2 separate regions of the Rattus norvegicus genome follow, and region 2 is linked to region 1. The links are chromatin contacts, called in public Hi-C maps. All regions are on one chromosome and are shown on one strand. The core of a region is the stretch at or near the end of the contact, and the rest is flanking DNA. Distances in the headings are between cores, read along the strand shown.

Evidence for each region. Hi-C and Micro-C count contacts between places; a contact is called where the count stands out from the background.
Region 2: a contact with region 1 is called in a Hi-C map of the A7r5 cell line, with 2.4 times the contacts expected there. The contact joins the promoter of Usp18 here to the enhancer-like site in region 1. A contact is called at or near these places in 5 of 12 Hi-C or Micro-C datasets (the A7r5 cell line, Schwann cells, hepatocytes and 2 more).

Annotation. Positions count from the first base shown.
Region 1 is chr4:156,104,853-156,111,561 of GRCr8, forward strand. It overlaps a transcript of Tuba8 not described here. Among named protein-coding and RNA genes, the nearest start is that of Tuba8, 4.1 kb to the right of the region's middle. Within about 2 kb of position 2,124, at least 2 of the 93 cell types and tissues checked have an H3K27ac peak or open chromatin away from gene starts, as enhancers often do. A contact at or near this core is called in the A7r5 cell line, where this site is marked.
Region 2 is chr4:156,138,433-156,145,428 of GRCr8, forward strand. It overlaps Usp18 (ubiquitin specific peptidase 18), which reads left to right and starts at 5,394. Exons shown (of 11, transcript NM_001014058.2): 1 at 5,394-5,492. It overlaps LOC120102509 (a long non-coding RNA gene), which reads right to left and starts at 5,260. Exons shown (of 4, transcript XR_010065920.1): 1 at 5,014-5,260.

The DNA of each region.
Region 1 (6,709 bases), core at 874-3,373:
GGTATTGAGGAGTCTGGTTCCTGAGACCTAAATATGTGAATTGATATCTTGGTTCCCATTGTTTTTGAAAAATCATGTTTGCAGTGCCTCAGTTTCTTTAAAATGTGCAGGAGGTTATCTGAGCTGACTTTCAACATCTTGAGGGATCTAAGCTTTAGGTGCTAATTATAAGCCTAGGGTGCCTGAAGCAATTGACAAAGGAGATGGTAAGTTTTTCTTCGTCCTTTGACCTTAATGGCCTCTGCATTTCCTTCTCTGTGCTGTCTTGACTTTCAGCTCCAAGTACTCACTGTTTCCTGTTCCCTTCTAGTGAGCTACATGTGTGGTGTGTGTGGTTAACTGGTGTCATTAAAAAGTCCTTCCCACCAGAGGCCATGTTGGTGTCTGTGGTCCATCCTGCAGCCCCAGGCCGAGATGAAACCCGAGATCCATGTGGTGTATGCGGTCCGTGCTGCTGACTGCTGACTTGGTGATGTCCTGGGCTTTGCTGCCTTTGGTGTCCATGCTGATGTGAGTGGCATGTGTAGCTAAGACCCCAGGTCTGGGCAGCCACTGAGGGCCATGAGTGGATCAGGGTCTAGATATGGCAAAAGGCTACGCTGATGTCTGTGGCCCTTATTACCACTGAAGGCCATGTAGATAGATGTCTGTGGTCTGGACTGCCACCTGAAGCCATGTTGATGTCCAAGGGTCCTGCCGAGCTGGTCCTGCTCCTTTCTGGCTGCTGCTGGGAATTGAACTCAGGACCTCTGGAAGAGCAGTCAGTGCTCTTAACCGCTGAGCCATCTCTCCAGCCCCAGAGGGGGTGGTCTTAAGGTTGTCCTGAGATCTGCTCTTTCCTTGGTGGTAGCCTGGTCACAGGTGCCGTAACCATGGGGACTTGAAAAGGGGACCACTGTGTCTGTGACATTATGGCCCAAAGGTTCACCCTTTTCCAAATGCCCCTCAGACTCTGAGATATTAGGACTGGGATATTAACACTTAAGTACCAATGTACTTAAGGCGGTATGGGGTACAAACACTCATTACCGATGTCAAGTACTTGAGTCCAGGTTGTTTCATGGTAAGATACTGCTTGCTGATGGTCACAGGCCATTGGCACCTGGACGTGGAAGCTTCTTCCTAGTTCTTTGCACAAGGTAAACTCCATCTTTGGCACCCCTCACCTGGCAGCACCATTCAGTTCTAAGCCAATAGAACATGGACATGTTCTTCATGCAAGGTTTGGCTTCCCAGTTATGCGGTCACAGCCAGCATAGTTGAAGTCTCCAGGCCTCTGGCATCAGACTCTATTTTTTACCAGTTGTTTAATGAGGACTAAGAATCAACTTCTGCGGGTCTCAAATTCTTTATCTGTACAATGAAAGTAATGAAAAAATTTCTGTAGGGTGTTGGGAGAAGTAAAGGGAATAACTCACAGAAAATGTTTGCTCAACGTCAGGAAATACTACACAAATAAATATGAACATCACAAGGAGGCCTGTGTCCCAGCCCCTCAGAAGGGTGAGGCTGGTGGACCCAAATCCTAGTAAGCTTAAGGTTACAGCGTATTACTCAGGTAACACTGTGACAGTGTCTCAAAAGTGAAAGCTAAAAAAGAAGCTGGGTGGTGTTGGCTCATGTCTTTAATCCCAGCACTCTGGAAGCAGATCTCTGAGTTTAAGGCTAGCCTGGTCTTCAGAGCAATTTCCAGGATACCGGGGGCTACACAGAGAAACCCTGTCTCAAAAATAAAAGGAGGAGGAGGAGGAGGAGGAGGAGGAGGAAGAAGAGAAAGGAAGGAAAGAAGAAAAAAGAAAGAAAGAAAGAAAGAGAAAGAAAGGAAGGAAAGAAAGAAAGGAAGAGAAAGAAAGGAAGGAAGGAAAGAAAGAAAGAACAAGGACTGAGGCTACAATGGTTGTAGGGTGCTTGTCTAGCCTATACAAGGCTCGAGGCTCAGTCTTCACTACCACAAACACAAATATATATATATATATATATGTATATATTCATATTCATTCTGTGTAGACTAACTTTTCCTGTTTATTCTGTAGATGTTATCTCCTATTCAAATGGGTATGGCTCAACTTTCAGGCCGTTGCAATCGTTCCAGTGATGTGAACTCACTCTGTAGACAAGCATACCAGAACTATGTATGTCAGACCTGCGGGCCAGACTGCAGTGGAGGCTGAGGCATTCCCTTCAGGAGGCTTTTCAAACGCGCTATGGGTGGCTGCTTTCTCACAAACGGTCTCTGTTTGCAGAAAGGGGATTTTTTTTTTTAGTTGTAAGTAATAAGGATAACATGTTTAATTTTGTTAATTATAAAATTGCAAATAAATATTAACAGTACAGAAGCCATGAGGCATTTTACATAGATGCCATTAATTTTTACATTATAGTCCATTTGTGGTATATGACATTTGTAAATACTTAACTTTCTCATTTGTTTTAAAAAATGGTTTTTCCTCTTCAGTGTTTATGCCCCTGCTGTTTCAACAGGACTTCCTTTCAAGTCCAGATCTTTTTTTTTAAAATTTATTTTTATTTATATGAGCACACAGCAGCTGTCTTCAAACACACCAGAAAAATGCATTGGATCTCATCACAGATGGTTGTGAGCCACCATGTGGTTGCTGGGAATTGAACTCAGGACCTCTGGAAGAGCAGTCAGTGCTCTTAACCGCTGAGCCATCTCTCCAGCCCCAAGTCCAGATCCTTTATTTTCTTTCTTTTTTAAAAAAATTTTTATTAGATATATTTCTTTACTTACATTTCAAATGTTATTCCCCTTCCCGGTTTCCTGTCCATAAGCCCCCATTCCTTCCCCTCCCCCAACCCCATATGGGTGTTCCCCCTATACATCCCCCTTACTGCCCCCCCCCCATATTCTCCTGCACTGGGGGTCCAACCTTGGCAGGACCAAGGGCTTCCCCTTCTACTGGTGCCCCAACAAGGCTGTTCTCTGCTACATATGCAGTTGGAGCCCTGGGTCAGTCCATGTATAGTCCAGAAAGGGGATCTTATTAGGTTTCTCCAAGGAATGGAAATGTTTTTATTTACTTATCGATCTAGACATAGATAAAAGAGATTTATTTCATTTACATAAGGCGAACTGGGGCTCAAACCCAGAACCTTGCACCTTGTAGGGTGATGCTGGACCATCAAGCCACACCCCCAACTCTGATGAGATTGATCAGAAAGATTGGTGCATGCTGTTATGGTGGCTAAAGTGCTAAGTTGTGCTGTAGACCAAGGAGAGTCCATGCTGTCAGTTCTAATCCAAGTGCAAGAAAGCAGAGAAGCTACCTTGCAACTTAAGCTTTGTACTCTGTTCCGTTCCTCATTCAGGCGAGCCTTTCATGTTTAGGAAGGCATCTGACTAACCTGATGTTGATTTCATTCAGAAATGCTCTCCCAGATACACCCAGATGTTTGACACCCTGTAACCCAGTTAAAGTAGCACCACACACACACGTGAACACTCATGCACACAGGAATGGGAAAACCAAGTCCCTTTGTCTTTCAGGACTTATCCTCAGTAAAGGCACACGGGGTATCAGCAAGCATCCCGGAATTGCTGAGGTCAAATCATTTTAAGAACAAGGACTTAAATATCGAAAAGAAGCACGTACTTCTTTTATTTTTTAAATTACCATATTTACGAGGTCCTATGTGATTTTTTTTCCCATTTTATTTTATGTGTGTGGGTGTTTCGCCTGCGTGTGTCCGGGTACTGTGCGCATGTAGTAGAGCCCAGAGAAGAACATCAGATCCCCTTGGACTGGACTTCCAGACAGCTGTGAGCCACCACCTGGGTGCTGGAGCCTGAGCCTGGGTCTTCTGGGAGAGCAACCAGTGTCCCTAACCGCTGAGCCATCTCTCCAGCCCCCAGTACACATTTCTTACTCTAAAGCTCCTGCCAGTCTACTCAGGCTGCCAAAGCAAAAGACAGAACCGGGCAGTGTAAAGGGCAGGATGTGTTTTCTTGGGCGGAAGGTCCAAGATCAAGTGCAGGTAGGGTGAGATTCTCCTGCGGCCTGTCTCCTTCGTGTGCAGCTGGCTGCCTTGCTGTGTCCTCACGTGACCTGTGGGACTGCATCCCGAGACTCTCTGCCTCTTTTTATAAGGATACCAGTCCTGTTGGAGTAGCCCTCCCCTCCCATAACATTTTTATTGATTCTCTGGGACTTTTACATCATGCACCCCAATCACACTTCTCAGTCCTTCCATGTCTGTCTCCCCATTCATATAACCCTCCCCCCCAAAAAAAGTAAAAATAAAAAAATAGAATAAAAAAAACCCCCAAGTCCAAATGTGTTATCTATACTCACTGGAGCATGGTCAAACTTTGAGCAGCCTGCCCCTTAAATAGAACATGTCCTTCCTCTCCCACATCCATGCCAGAAGCTATCAATTGTAGAGAGCCACACTTGAGTATCCCTGTTACACTCTTTAAGAGTTCGTTCTCATTGGTGGCTACCTGTCCAGGCTGCTACTCTTTTGGTGATGGGTGCTGTCCCGGAAGCCTTCCATGTCCTTCTCTGTCAGCCATGTGTCTGCAGTCATCAATGTCACAGCAAAGATAGCTTCCTTACTCTTCACAGCCAGCAGGAGCATGGATCACCAGCCTCCACATGGTTTCTGGCCACAGCACAGACCAGGAACACTGCTTCCATCTGTACTAGGGCCATGGACCCGGGCACAGTGGGGCCGCAGCCCTAGGCGGCAGCAGCGTGGACCCAGACATCACCATGGCTCAGCTGACAGTGCAGTCCACCTGAGTCAATATGGCTCTTGGCTGCAGTTCAGCCCACCAGGCATTATTTTATGTGTTTGTTTTTGTTTTTCAAGACAGGGTTTCACTGTGTAGCCCTGGCTTTCCTGGTCACTCTGTAGACCAGGCTGGTCTTGAACTCACAGAGATCCACTTGCCTCTGCCTCCCAAGTGCTGGGATCAAAGGCACGCACCACCTTTGCCCAGCTATGTGTATGGATGTTTTACCTGCGTGTATGTCTCTGTTCGACATGTATGTGGTACCTGAGGAGGCCAGAAGAGGACTTCAAACCCTCTGTGATTGGAGTTGCAGAGTGTTAGGAGCTGCTATGTGGGTGCTGGGAATTGAACTCTGGTCCTCTGCCTAAGTAACAAGTGGTCTTAAGAGTTAAGCCCTCTCTTCAGCCCTAGGGTCTTCTCCTTAATCTAAAGGCCCTATCTCCAAATACACCCTCCTGGGGATTAGGACTTCAGAAACTGGGGGTTGGGAGCAGATGCTAACAGTCCCATAAATGACAGCAAGCATTCCTTTTATTCCCTTTTGAACCGAAAGGTCTAGCACTTATAGTAGAGCCATGGCTCCATCCAATCCCATCGGGATGGGATATCCAAGGACATCGCCATTATAAGATGCGATTGAATGTCATCACTGTGACAAGTATCATCAACTTTTTCCTGAGACATGGAGAGCCTGTTCATAATATATAAATATAAAATGAACTTATTCAGGAGCATTGTCTGAGCCCTGGTGGGGCAGGGCAGTGAGCTGAACGACTTCTATAGGTATTGCAATTTTATAGGCATTTTAAAACATGAGAACACACAACCTGTAATCCAAGGCATATAAAATGGTCAGTAATAAACAAAGGGAAGAAGTAATAAAATAGGCTGCAGGAGGATAAATAAATTGTGGAGCGTTTGCCATGCATTCGACACAATTTAACTGTGGGTCTCCATTTTTATTTTATTTTTTTATTTTTGGTTTTTCGAGACAGGGTTTCTCTGTGTAGCCCTGGCTGTCCTGTAACTCACTCTGCAGACCAGGCTGGCCTCAGACTCCACAGAGATCTGCCTGCCTCTGCCTCCGGAGTGCTGGAATTAAAGGTGTGCCCCACAGCCATCCGACTGTCTCCATTTTTAGGCTATTACATTATAAGTCTATGACCTGCCTGGGTCATTCCTCTCTGTGGGCACCGTGATGCTACCGGGAAGCTGCTGGCCCAGCACTTCTGTCCCTGGAACTCTTCATGCAACTCTTCATGGTGTGTTACAGCAATGGAGGTGGCTTATCTGGAGCCACTGGGATAGGCAGTTCCAGCGTGGAGGCTATGTACCAGTACTTTCTCACGGGCGAAGATAATTAAAACATGTATCCTATCCTCAAGGCACTCATAGTCAAATGCATGAATGGTGGGCCAACAGAATAAATTACCTAGGTAAGTTTTACTCCCCTGGTTTCTTAGCACCGAAGCGAAGGCGCAAAGGTGCATCTTCACCTGTGTTTGGAAACAGACAGGCACATCTGGCCACAGCAGCTCCACTCGCATCTCGAAGAACTCGATTTCCCATGGTGACTTGTGTGAGTGGGCAGTTACTAGAGAAAAGAGGGAGAGAAGGAAGGCTGGGTGACATCTCTTAAGTCCGAAGTGGCCCCTTGGCAGGGAATTCCGTGTTGGAGTTCAGGTGTGAGAACCATCCAGCCCTGACGGACCACGGACCACCGGCATGAAGACAAAGGGACTTGTGGGGCCAGTTAGTAATGTGGCAACTGAAGAGGCTCTTAAGCCGGGCAGGGTGGTGCATTCTTTGGGAAGCAGAGACAGGTGGATCTTGGTGAGTTTGAGGCCAGCCTAGTTTACAAGGCAAGTTCCCGGACAGCCAGGACTACAGGCTAGGCGAGCCCTGTACCCCCCGCCCAACTAGATGGAGGGTGAGGGAATTCCCTTACTCCTC
Region 2 (6,996 bases), core at 4,144-6,643, 37 kb after region 1:
TTCTTCTTTTCTTCTTCTCTTATCTTCTTCTTCTTCTTCTTCTTCTTCTTCTTCTTCTTCCTCTCTCTCTCTCTCTCTCTCTCTCTCTCTCTCTCTCTCTCGTCATCTCCCCTCGTGCCTTCACTATCCCTTTCTCCTCTCTATCTCCCCCTCTCTCTGTGTTTAAATCTGGAACTGTGCTCTGTCTCTAGTTCCTCCTTAATACGCTAGCTGACTTGTCCTGAAAATAGTCAAGGGCCTGGCTTTATATGAATGGAGGTCCCTAAGTGGGAGACTCCTCAGGCCACTGGCAGCAGTGGAGGGCTAAATCTGCCCATCACTGTGCACAATATCAGATTGGTTAAACTAAGAAACAGTGACACCAGCAAAGGCCTGAAGGGTGGCAGTGACCAAATCGCATATTCATGACTACTGGGAATGTAAAACCGTGTTGTCAGGTGTGGAAAAGAATTTGATACTTCTGAAAAAATTAAGCATGGAGCTATATGCCACCCAGCAATTGTATCCTAAACATCTACCCCAGGGGGGAAAAGCTCCATGCAGAAAAATAACATAATTTTAAATTGTGGTTTTATGTGTAATCAATAAAAAATGGAAATAACTCGAGATGGCTAAACAAATACATTTATCCATGAAATACTACTCAGTAAAAGGAACAAACTATTGATATTACTCATCAATAATAAAAGAATTGTGTGTGTGTGTGTGTGTGTGTGTGTGAGAGAGAGACAGAGAGAGAGAGAGAGAGCGAGAGAGAGCGAGAGAGAGCGCTATTATCTGTTTATGTAACTAGTTGACACAAAAACACAAGGTTAGCTTCAAAGGAAGTAAAAGTTTATTCTGGAGCCAAATTTGAGTGACAATGACATGGAAACACAGAGCTAGGTTACCTCAGGTTCCATGTTCCAACAGGAAAGTACTTTCCTAGTAGCAGAACAAAGAAACTCACAAATCAAAGCAATTTTAAAATAGTGGTGGGTACATCAGAGAAGAGGCTAAAGTAAGACAGGTCTGAGACACTATCTAATGACATTTTTAGCTTTTGGATTGGTGGAACCTAGTGGTCTCGTAAGTTACTAAGTTCCAAAAGTTCTGTTAATCACAGACTTAAATTCCTACACAGAGGTGGGCAGGGAGATGGTTATTTAGGGGAGCTAAAGCTAGGCAAATAAGTATAATTTGTCTCTGGATCTGCAACATTTCGGTCTCTCCATTTCATGAAACTTCTACCCAGCTGACCAGTCCCTGAGACATTTTTTTAGTAAATCTCCTTCACAGACATGCTTGAAGTAACAAAATTATAGACGTGGACATCACATGAGTAGACGCCAAGAGTTAGGAAAAGAGGAGGAGGAGCAAGGGCCTATGATCTTGACAAGACTTTAGAAACTCTCCGAATTTTATGAAAATTGTACCAGGTTACATAATAAAGTGTCTTCGATTCTAGGAGATAGGTACACAGTGAATTGGTCAGAGCTGAACAATCTGCAGTCTGTAATTTACAACTAAGTGATCCAGGAAATAGGAAAAAGAAATATATAGATTTGTGTGTGGTGTGTTTGGTATGCCTGTGTTCAAGGCTGAGAAACATTTAAAGGGCTGTACCCAAAATATTGCGAATACCGAGTAAGAGTCACGCTGGGGTCATTGAAATATTTCCTTTTCCCCGACGTGCAAAACCTATTTTCCAAAGTAAGACACTTAGCAATAAGTTTGAAGGGCCCTCCAGTGAAGAAGCAATACGTTGGCTGAGGACAGAGAAGGGCTGAGCAGGTAACAGACACTTTCTTTTCCCCACCACTGGCTGCGTTTGTTTTTTTTTTTTTTTTTTTTTTGTCTTCTGAGCCTTTAGCTAGGAAAATGAAACTTAAGGTTCTGTGTGTCTGCTTCAGCACCACCTACCTCCTTCTCGGGGACTACGGCTCTGCTGAGGGAGATCAAACTCACATCTTGAGAAGATTATTATTTATTCTTGGCTCTATGCAGACCACAGCAGAGTGCAGACATGTCAACATCTAGAGAGGGAAGTAGGGAAGAAGCTGTGGAGATGGGGGGGTCACATGATGGAGCATACAGACGTGATCATGGTAAAGAATTACTAAAACTGTATTAGCTACTGCTTTTTAAAAACAAAACAAAACAAAAAACAAAACTTTCTTACTCCATGTGACAGTGTCTATCCCTTTTATGGGCATTGTTGTCCTGGCCTCTGGACATGACCTGTCACTGAAGGAACTTTCCCCATCAGGGAGGAGACTGAGTCAGTCAACAATTTCTTCTGTGACAAGTTTTTGAGTGAGGTGGTTAGGCAATGATATCTCTCTCTCTCTCTCTCTCTCTCTCTCTCGTAATTTAACTTTACAAAAAGCTAGATATTCTGCCAGTGGGGACTTTGGTAAGACCAAAATTACTCCAAGTAGGCAGCATGGACCAGCCTCAGGAAAAGCTCCTGAGGAACAAGTATTATTGTGGTTTGAACTTAAATTCTTCCCTCCCTCGCACGGAAAAAAACCAAAACAATTGTATTAGCAATCTTCAGAAAAGGATCTAGTACTTCATAATTTTGTTTTATATTTAAAAATCTGAAACAATATAATGCCCATGGGAAAGCTGTACTTCAAGCCTTTTTCTGTACCATATAAGGGCAGGTTCTCGTTCCCTCCTTTCTGAGGCAAAGTCTAACTCTGTATACCAGGCTGACCTTTACCTTGAAGCAATCTCTCTACTTCTGCTTCTCAGGTGTTGGCATTACAGATGTGTGCCACCACCCCCAGCAAGAGGAATGCTTTCCAGATGATGTCTCTTCCCTCCCAGGCGTTACCAGTTGTTCCAATTCAGGACACGTGGCTTCTCTTCACCACCATGTCCCTGCCAGCCTGGAACTGTTCCACATACCTTGGATTTTCACGACCTCGACTAGATTAATGAAGACAGCTGGCTGATTTGCAGAACATCTGTCACTTTGGGTTACTCAGACGCTTCTTGGGGAGCAGTCAGGTCAAAGGTCAGTGACAGGAGACTAGCAGGAGGGAGCTGTGTCCCTTTCTGTTCACCATGTCTTGTTATATTCTGTTCCTTGGTGTGATTGCGACTTTGCAGACTACGATGACCTCCGCTGCCGCTGGAAGGACACTTCTTTCTGACTACTTAGTGTTTACATTACTTACATTATCTGCAGCCAGAGTGTGAAATTACATGAAGAATATTGCTGGTAACTGCTGTATACTCGAGGGAAAGTCCTTTGTCACTGTGTAAATACCTAAAACCTCCCCCTAGTCCCAGTTTACTCAGTTATTCACTTGCATTGGTAAAATCATTTTCTGACCCCCTCCCATTCTTTGAGCATTTGTCTTTTGGCAGAAAGGGGTCCCCCCTTTTGCTTTTCTTTGCCCCAATCTGGGAAGCACCATTTCCCTAAGCATCTCTGGTTTCCTTTGTTTGAGAATAATAACTAGAAGCAGTGTGCTAGACATGCCTCTGAGTGTCAGCCATCCGTGCACTCTCAGTGGGCCAAGCTAGGGGATGTGTGCACACATATACAGGCACACCTCTCTAACTGCTCACTCCAGTCCTCTACGCTCTGAGGGCCAGCCAAGCTGCATCCACTTTATGTAGGAGTGGATTCTTGAACTAGCGTAGGTTCTGACATGGATGGTGGGCAGCCCCCTCTTTGCTGTCCACCTCCAAACCCCCTTCCTGGGTTGCTGTGGGGTGCTGCTTCACAGGTAGGGATGCCTACCTCACTCAGTCTACCTCCTGGTAGACTCCCTGAACTATTCTGGAAGGTAAGGAGAAACCAGGGATAGGGGTGGGAAGAGCCCCAATAAGAGTTGCAATGGGTTCTTGCATTATCCAGGTATCTCCCGTCTAAGATTGACCTTAGTCTGTTCTGTTATGGTACAGATGCCAATCACTTGCTTCTCTGAACAAGCAGGACTCGAACAAAACAAAAGTCACCTGGCTATAAGGAGCTGTTTGCTAATCACCACTAGAAACAAATGCAGTTTGTTTCCTGGAACTCTACAGGTATAATATGTTGATCAAAAACTATCACATTTTGTAACATTCTCTTTTCAACCTCCCCCCTTCCCCAGTTTTTTATTTTCCTGGTCTTTGGAGACAACCAAGCAGACAGAAGAAGCTGGTCACACGATTGATGCGTTTGCAAATATATTGGAGACTAAATGTATTTGTCCATGATGTGTGCAAATGCCACGTCTACCTCAACTACTGATCAAGAGGCCATGTGTTGCCCTGGGCACCATACCATTTTCTATTTCCAAACATGGAAACACTGGCTTATTATCAACAACTGTGGATGGCTCATGCTAGACACACACACACACGCACACACACACACACACACACACACACACACACACACACACACACACTATAGGCAGACATACTTGCATATCTTATGTTGTAACCACAACAAAACCGAATACAGATTTCATAAAGTCCTGGTAGCTTTGGGTTAGGGGTAACTGTCTGTCACCTTTGTCCAGTGCTGGGGTTGGGGGACCACTTTCAGAACAAGCACATGTGGAAACCTCATTCCGAATAGCCCAGCAGCTAGCACATCCCCCTGTGCCTCTGCCGAGAGCCTGCACATATGAGATTCATCTGTAAGGAGCTAGCAAGCATTTCGTGTGTGTGTGTGCGCAATCTCAGAGCCTTCAAACCAGCCTCGGCTTAGGCTGTGTTTGTTCCTCGAACATCTGTACCTTCATGGCCACCTGGTGTGCTAATTGCAACGGATCTGCTATTTTCCACTAAGGGTGGGACTGGTCAGAGGTCCCGTTAGAATCTTGCTTTCAGCATTTAACAATTTGTGGCTCTGAGTAGGTCATAACCTCTTTGATAAAATAAAAATTTAACATTTTACCCTATAGAATTGGGATTAAACGTAGAGGCACAAAAGAACATTGTGTGGATAAAATTATTTTCAGTTCTTAACGATGCGTCTGGTAATTAACAGAGGTGCAGTAAATGTCATCGCTGTCTCCTTACCCTCTGGGGACAGCCTCAGCAAGGGAGTTATCTGCTGCTGGCTCTCAGAGCAGAAGGTACAGCAATTGTGGGTATTTCCAGTCTTAAAATTGAAGATAAAAAAGATCGCGTATCCGAAGTTACCGGGCCAGGTCTGGCGAGTACGCAGAGATCCCGGTGCACGCGATTGCGGGTTCCCTGGGGTAAGCACACTTGCACACGGGCTCCTCCTCCTGCAGGCCCGCCCGCCTGCCGCCTGAGTTTCGCTTTCCTTCGGATCTAGAGGAAACCGAAAGCTTGGAGGTGAGGGGGGCGTGGCCGGGCGTGCAGAGGGCTTGGCGACAGTGCCAGGGCGGGACTGAAGGCGGCTGTGCCTTGGGGACAGCAGTCACTCCAGAGTTGCGAGGCTGGGAGGTGACTTGGCTGCTCTGCTCCGCGGTGCCACGTTCTCCTCTGGAGCCCTTTGCAGATACCGCTCGGTCTTCGCTTCGGTGCTTGAGGCAAGTTTGTGGCTCTCTTTGAAACTGTGCTTTATCCGCCAGAGCTTTGCTTATGTATCTCCAGATGGTTAAGAATTTCCGCGGGCTTCGCGAATAGTGGCAATCTGTATTCCTGGTGTGTATATACTGGGCCAGTGGATTTGTTTCCTAAGCAGATATGTTATTCAGACTGTAGTGGTGACTTGTGTTTAGTTTAAAAAAGAAATCACAAAGGTGGCTTGTTAAAATTTCAAACAATGCAGACAGGTGTGTAGGGATCTTAATTTGCAGCTCAGTGTCAATTTTATGTACACTTTATCAGAAATACTTTTAATGCACATCTTTAGCAATGTTCTCTTGCTTCTCATTCTGTGCCTTTCCAGGCCGGTATGTTAACTGATGTGTTGCGTGAGAAGTGCAGGTTTATTTAAATAACTCATTACATGTGGGATGAGTCTTATTTTTCCTGGTTATAGATGGTTTATCAACAAATGTCATTTTTATGCCCTTGTGCAAATATACAGTCACACTCATGAGAAACTCCTAAAATTGACATCAGTGCACTGAGAAACTGGAACAATTTCAGTCAAATCTCCTAAGTCAGGGTATTTTCGACCTGTTCTCCGGCTTTCATCTTCTGTGAAGAAAGCGTAATATATCTTTAAGCATTAAACCAACCAACCAACCAACCAAAAAACCCCTTGAAGTCCAAGTTCGTGGTGTTTCAAAGTTGCAACTTAATTTCATACTTAACATTTAGGTAGTTTACACTTTGGCTCAAAAAGGGAGGTAAATATCCCAGAACACTTTAGAATGTTTCCTGTGAAGTGTCCTTTGTGTGCTTGGATACCGTCACCTCCTGTGTTCCTATGAACAAACTGGGCAGAAGATGGCATAGGGGGCGAGGTGTGCGGCTCCCTCCTGACTCACTGCACACTAGCAGAAGACTTTTTTAAAAAAGAGTTTTTTGCTTGTTCTCTCTCTCTCTCTCTCTCTCTCTCTCTCTCTCTGTCTCTCTCTCTCTTTCTCCTTCCTTCCTTCCTTTCCTTCTTTCCACTCTGGAAAATTGTGCTTCATGGTCTTAGCGCTTTTACGCAACATTATGTTCATAAAGGAGAAAATCACGTTGTCTCCTCGTTGAGTGCATCATGTGATTGGGCTGTGGCCAGAGCCCCAGTGGGTACTGGAAAAGTGTTTCAGCCTCTCCAGGCTGAGGATATGTCTAAGGGTAGGCTAAGAAGAACACTGATTTGTATCCCCACACGGCCCAGAGGAGCCCCAAGTACTCTGTTAGTTTGGGTTTCCTCTGGAGAGATCCGATGTTGTCCATTATATTCCCATTGTTCATAAAGTGCAAGCACATCATGAAGAATGAGGTCAAAGCCCAGACCAGTAGTTCCTACCTTTAGAAATCCCCGGGCATTTTTAGCCCTAGGTAGGCTGAATGAGGCAGGGGGATTAGAGTTTGGATGTGGTGGCTCAGCTCACACTTATAATCATGGTATTGGAGGGGCCGGGGAAGGAA